2 separate regions of the Mus musculus genome follow, and region 1 is linked to region 2. A link is a contact called in public Micro-C data. All regions are on one chromosome and are shown on one strand. Each heading gives the region's core, a stretch centred on a gene start, on an enhancer-like site or on the middle of the called end of the contact. The rest is flanking DNA. Distances are from core to core; before and after follow the strand shown.

Region 1 (2,781 bases), core at 147-2,646, 360 kb after region 2:
TTTCACACCTTCTGGCCTCCTTGGGCAGCAGATACACATATGATATACAAACCTGTTTTTTTAATTAATTAATTTATGGTGTTGCACCGGACACACACAAACTCATATCATGTTCAGAATACTGTTCCATGGGGGTCAGTTTTCTTCTTCTACTGTGTGCATTGTGGATTAAATTCAGGCAAATACTATACCAGTAAGATATATCCCCAGTAACATTTTTTGTTTTTTTCCAGACATGATTTCTCTGGGTAGCCCTGGCTGTCCTGGAACTCACTCTGTAGACCAGGCTGGCCTCAAACTCATAGTGATCTGTCTGCCTCTGCCTCCCAAGTGTTGGGATTAAAGGCATGCACCACTACTGCCTGACTCTACAACATTTTTTTTTAATTATTTATATACATCAGAAGAGGGCATCAGATCCCATTATAAATGGTTGTGAGCTGCCATGTGGGTGCAGGGGATTTGAACTCAGGACCTCTGGAAGAGCATCCAGTGCTTTTAATCACTGAGCCATCTCTCCAGCCCTTAACAAAAAAATTTTAATTATATTTATTTGTGAGACGGGGAACGTGCACACCACAGAGGATGATGCAGAGGTCAGAGGACAACTGGCAGGAACTGGCTGTCTTCTTCTGCCCTGTGGGTCCTGGGGATTGCAGGCAGGTCATCAGACTTGGTCTCAAATACCTCTGCCCACTGAACCATCTCACCAGCCCACTTGTTTTGTTTTGTTTTTAACAAAATTATTTTATGTATATGAGTTTTTGTCTGTGTACTCCGTTTTTGCTATTTTTGCAGTGTTCACGGAAGCCAGAAGAGGACCCTGAATTCTCTGGAACAGGAGTTACAAATAGGTGTGAGCCACCGTGTGGATGCTGAGAGTGGACCCCAGGTGCTCAGATTAAAGGTGCGCACCATATGTACAGCCTGACAATAAAAAAAATTTTATTTATTATTATTACTTATAAAATATTTATAGCAAATATTTTATTTATTGTTAGTTTTAATTATGCGTTTGTGTGTGTCTGCATGTTCACACACACACACACACACATAGAGTACAGGTATCTTTGGAGCCCAGAGGCATTGGATTCCCTGAAGCTGGAGTGACAGATGGTTGTGAGCTGCCCTGGTAGTAAAGGGAATTGTACTCAGATACTCTAGAAGAAGAACAGACAATGCTCTTTATCACTGACCCATCTCTCCAGCTCCTCCCACAATTTTTAAAATGGGCCTTTAGTACCTGGACTTGTTGGACCCAAACAGGCTCTACATATTGTTCAATATCCTTTTAAAATTTTATTATTACCTTGCATATGAAATGCATGTGCCTATGTGTGCACATGTCACAGCATGTGGGCAAAGATTAGAGAGCAGCTTCCTGTAGTCAGTTCTCTCCCTCCACGCTTTACTGGTGCTGAGGACATGAGGACTTTTGCTGTGTATTGTAATGCAAAGTGTGGTCCCCAAGAAAGACCTGGTTGCCCCAGAAATACAAGAGTCTGCACATAGACCCAAGTGATACTATGTGCCCTTGTACCCAAGTTGCTTTTGATTGGTAAATAAAGATGCTGACAGCCAATAGCTGGGCAGGAGAGATATAGGTGGGTTTTATGGTTTTCGGGCTGGGGGTTGTTGAGGGAGAGTCAGGAGCTGGAGAAGAAGGTGAGGAGAAAGGAGAAGCCACCATGGGCTAGGTGCGCCATGAGAACGTGACACTGAGGGCTGGCCAGTTAGAGTTACGAGCAGCCCAGATGAAACACAGTAATAACTCAGGGTTATCGATAGGGAAGTAGATTTTAATAGCATAGAGGGTAGATATCTGCCCAGCTCTTGTGCTGTTTAAGGCTTATTATTAATAATAAAAGTTGTGCCAGGCGTGGTGGTGCACGCATTTAATCCCAGCACTGGGGAGACAGAGGCAGGCGGATTTCTGAGTTCGAGGCCAGCCTGGTCTACAAAGTGAGTTCCAGGACAGCCAGGGCTATAAAGAGAAACCCTGTCTTGAAAAACCAAAAAAAAAAAAAAAAAAAAAAAAAAAAAAAAAAAAAAATAATAATAATAAAAGTTGTGTGTCTTTATCCGGAGACTAAATGACCAAAGGTAGGGTAGAAACCCCGGATTGAAATTAAAAATTTCTACAAAAACATGGGCTCCAGGGATGGAACTCGGGTCGACTGCCTCTACCTGCTGCGAGCCATCTTTTGAGCCCACTGTGCAATATCTTGGGGTTTTTTGTTATAGTATTTTGTTTTGTTTTTGAGATGAGGTCCCACCATGTAACCCTGGCTGTCCTTAATTTGTCTCCGTAGAGCAGGCTGACCTCAAACTTCTAGAGCCTCCTCTGCCTCCCCAGTGCTGGGATCAAAGGCCCGCACCACCACACCCAGCGGCTGTTCAGTATCTACCCACTTGTCCAGTCTGAGTCACGAGTACACAACTGACCAAACAGAGGTGCTGTGAGGGCAAAACTAAATTCCAACGACAGTTTAAAGGAGGAAAAAAAAAAAAAAAAAAGAAGCAAATTTAGCACTAATTATTTTATATTGATTACATATGAAAATAGTTTACATCATTGGATTAAATATTATTAAGGTTCATCTCACTTGTCTTAATATTTTTTTTCTTTCTGTTAAACTACGTGGCTACTAGAATATTTTAAATATCCCGGGTGACTCGAATTCCTTCTCTCTGAGTCAGCGTTACTCTGGGAGCTGTCTGCTCAGTGAGGGTCGGGATGATTCAAATATGAGATGAGCATCCCTTGGTATCCAGGAGAGC
Region 2 (2,739 bases), core at 201-2,700:
CACACACACACACACACACACATATTCTCTCTCTCGAAAGTACCAAGCCAGCCACTGCCAGGAGGGACCAAGCAGGCATGGGTCCAGCAGGCCCCTCCCTGGAGGAAGCATCTTGTGGTGCCAGCCTGGTGGCAACAGGTTCCTGGGAGTGACAGAAGGAGTGGCCAGCTCTGGGGGGACCCCACCCCCTACCAAGGATCAATAAAAAGCTCCCCCAGGGAAGGTGGGCAGGTCTAGGAATCCTCGAGCTGAGGTTAGGGGGGGAGGTCTTTAAGCCCACCTGTGGTCAAAATAACACATCCCTTATCCTCAGAAAGTGGGAAGAAACCACAGCCCAGGGAAGGAAGAGCTAGGAGGTAACTAGGAACTAAGCCAAAATCCTTAAACACCCCAGCTGCTAGTCTCTGCTCAACCCTATCCCAACAAGGCTCTTCCTAAGAGTCCATTCTCAGAAGCCTCCTGACCAAAAACTTGCCAAAGTCACTACCAGGTCAAAGCAAGCCACAGAGGCTCGGATTCTGACTCCTGCAGGTACTCCAGGCACAACTTCTTCCTCTGCTCAATTGTGGGGAGAGCAGGCAGCCTGAGACAGGTCACTGACCCACTTCCTCCCCCTCTGACCATGGTCCAACTAGGCCAGAATCCTCTAGGAAGCCCTAGCCCCTAGCAGCTGAGGCTGACCCTGCTGAAGGCAGAGGCACTGGAGGGATGAGGCGGAGGGTGGCTAGGAGGCACCGTGAAAGGACAGCCCTGGGCAAGGAAGGAAGGGAGGCTGCCTTAGAAGCACAGCTCTTCCAGTCCACGGATGTTCAACAAAACCCTCAAAGGCTGAAGCAGGACCCCGATGGAGGAAGACTCACAGTGAGGTGCTCAAACCAGGCGCCAGGATGCCCAAGAGCTGAGGGCAGGTGGGGACACGCAGCCACTTACCTGCCACAGGGATGCTGTGCAGAGGAGTCCGTGGCAGGATTTCCAAGGATGGTTCCCGGCCTGACATGCCATCTGCTGAGAAACAGGACTCGGTCTCATAGATGGTCTGCAGCATCTCCACAAGCCCCTGTGCCTTGGGCACCAGCAGCATGCCAGGGAGGGGCCGCCCGAGGCGGAAGCCGGTGAGGGAAAAGGTGGTCAGCGGGGCCAGCTGGCTGCTCAAGGACTCCCTCAGGCCACTGCCGCTGGGACCCACGAGGCAAGGAGGCACCTCATCCGGCCTGGGCGCGCTCCGGAGGCAGCAGACGCAGGGAGGCTAATGAGGCTGAAGGGCCTGCTCTCCGCTCCAGGAGCGTGGACCAAAGTCTGTCCAAAGGTTCCAGGAGTTGGGCTATGGCTGGGTGCTCAGGGGACAGGAAGGGGAGCTCAGTGGGCAGGCAGGCTCTCTCTGTGTTCCCTCCCAGAGCCACCGGTGACAGCTCTGGGCTTGGCTCCCTGCTCCTCCTCCCCGAATGAGCCGCCGGCAGCTGGCAGGAGACTGAAATAGCAGTTGGGGGAGGGCCCTGTCTATAAATAGGTGGAGCATGCTCAGGGAGCCGCCGGCTGGCTGCCAGGAGCCCAGGCCTGGCGGAGGCCCCATGGGGGGAGGCGCGTTCCACCCCAGGAGGAAGCGCCAGTCAAGGGGGAGGGGGGCAAGGGAGGCCTGCACTCAGGGCCAAGGCCACAGACCTGGGTGGCCAGTGGCTGGACTAGAGAAGGGTGCAGGCAGAGGACCCATGCATCTGGGGTCAGCTTTGGCCACTGCTGGGGGCAAACAACGGACTGGACACCAAGCAGCCAGCCTGGATCTTCTCTCTTCCCCCTTTCTGTGCAGAGCGAGGACAGGAATCAGAAAGACTAGGGAGAGGTGACAGACACCCAACCACCTGGTCTAACCTCGCACCTCCTCCTTACAGCCTGTGGAGTTTGTGTAACTTCTGCCTTCCCACAGAGCTGGGAGATGCCTTTTACTATCAGGGAGACCCTAAATAGCAGTGGGGTGGCAGCTCTCCCACCCATTCTGCAGTGCTCCCTCTGGCACTCGGCCTCTTCCCAGGGACCAGAGAGATTTTTCTGGGTTGGCTCTGCCCAGCCCAGGCAGGGGACTGGACAGCACCTGCCCATTCTCGGCTCAATCAATGCTTTCCTGGCAGCGTCCCCAGCTGAGGGCACCACAAGCCGCAAACATTGCCTTCGTGCTAACAACGACCACCAGCAAGAGGCCAAGATGGGGAAACCGAGGTACAGTACAGCGAGACGGAAGTCACTCTCCTCACAGAGCTGCTCACGTGATAGGGACCAGAGGTCTGAAGCACTGACCACCATAACTCATGGGCAGACTATGCACATCTGCCCCAGGTACAGGACCTCCAGCGCCCAAACAGGAAGACTTGGGGTTGGAGGCCCTCCAGCAGCTGTTAGCACCCTGGCCTGGCAGAGTAGCCTCAGCTCTCCACCTTCCTGGGCCATGGGGGTCACTGTACCATCAAAACTGGTGCCACTGCCAGTGTCACCTACTGTTGACCCCCCTTCTTCCCGAGTTGTGCCTCCCACTGATAGAGAGATCCCACTTGGCCCCCTGACCTCACTGCAGCCTTTTAATAGACCGGTTATTCCTGGGTCTGTAGGCTCCTCCCCCTTTCGTGACGTCACAGTTACTATTTTGGACCCCTCCTGGCCCCTCCTTGCCCCCCACTCCAGGCACAGAGCCAGGGACACCTGTCCTCTCTCTGGACTGGATGACCTCACCCTCCTGTCAGGAGCCTGGGA

The links. A called contact is a pair of places that touch in the nucleus more often than the background predicts.
Region 1: a Micro-C map of the HL-1 cell line shows a contact between it and region 2, with 2.5 times the contacts expected there. The contact joins two enhancer-like sites. A contact is called at or near these places in 2 of 484 Hi-C or Micro-C datasets (the HL-1 cell line and embryonic stem cells) and 1 of 115 datasets of contacts at active chromatin or transcription factors (pancreatic cancer cells).

The regions. Positions count from the first base shown.
Region 1 is chr11:102,573,870-102,576,650 of GRCm38.p6, forward strand. It overlaps Gm11627 (predicted gene 11627), which reads right to left. Exons shown (of 3, transcript NR_040286.1): 3 at 2,530-2,781. Among named protein-coding and RNA genes, the nearest start is that of Gm11627, 3.9 kb to the right of the region's middle. Within about 2 kb of position 1,397, at least 5 of the 459 cell types and tissues checked have an H3K27ac peak or open chromatin away from gene starts, as enhancers often do. A contact at or near this core is called in the HL-1 cell line, where this site is marked.
Region 2 is chr11:102,217,486-102,220,224 of GRCm38.p6, forward strand. Hdac5 (histone deacetylase 5) reads right to left here. Exons shown (of 27, transcript NM_010412.3): 3 at 931-1,002. Among named protein-coding and RNA genes, the nearest start is that of Mir8101, 11 kb to the right of the region's middle. Within about 2 kb of position 1,451, at least 218 of the 459 cell types and tissues checked have an H3K27ac peak or open chromatin away from gene starts, as enhancers often do. A contact at or near this core is called in the HL-1 cell line, where this site is marked.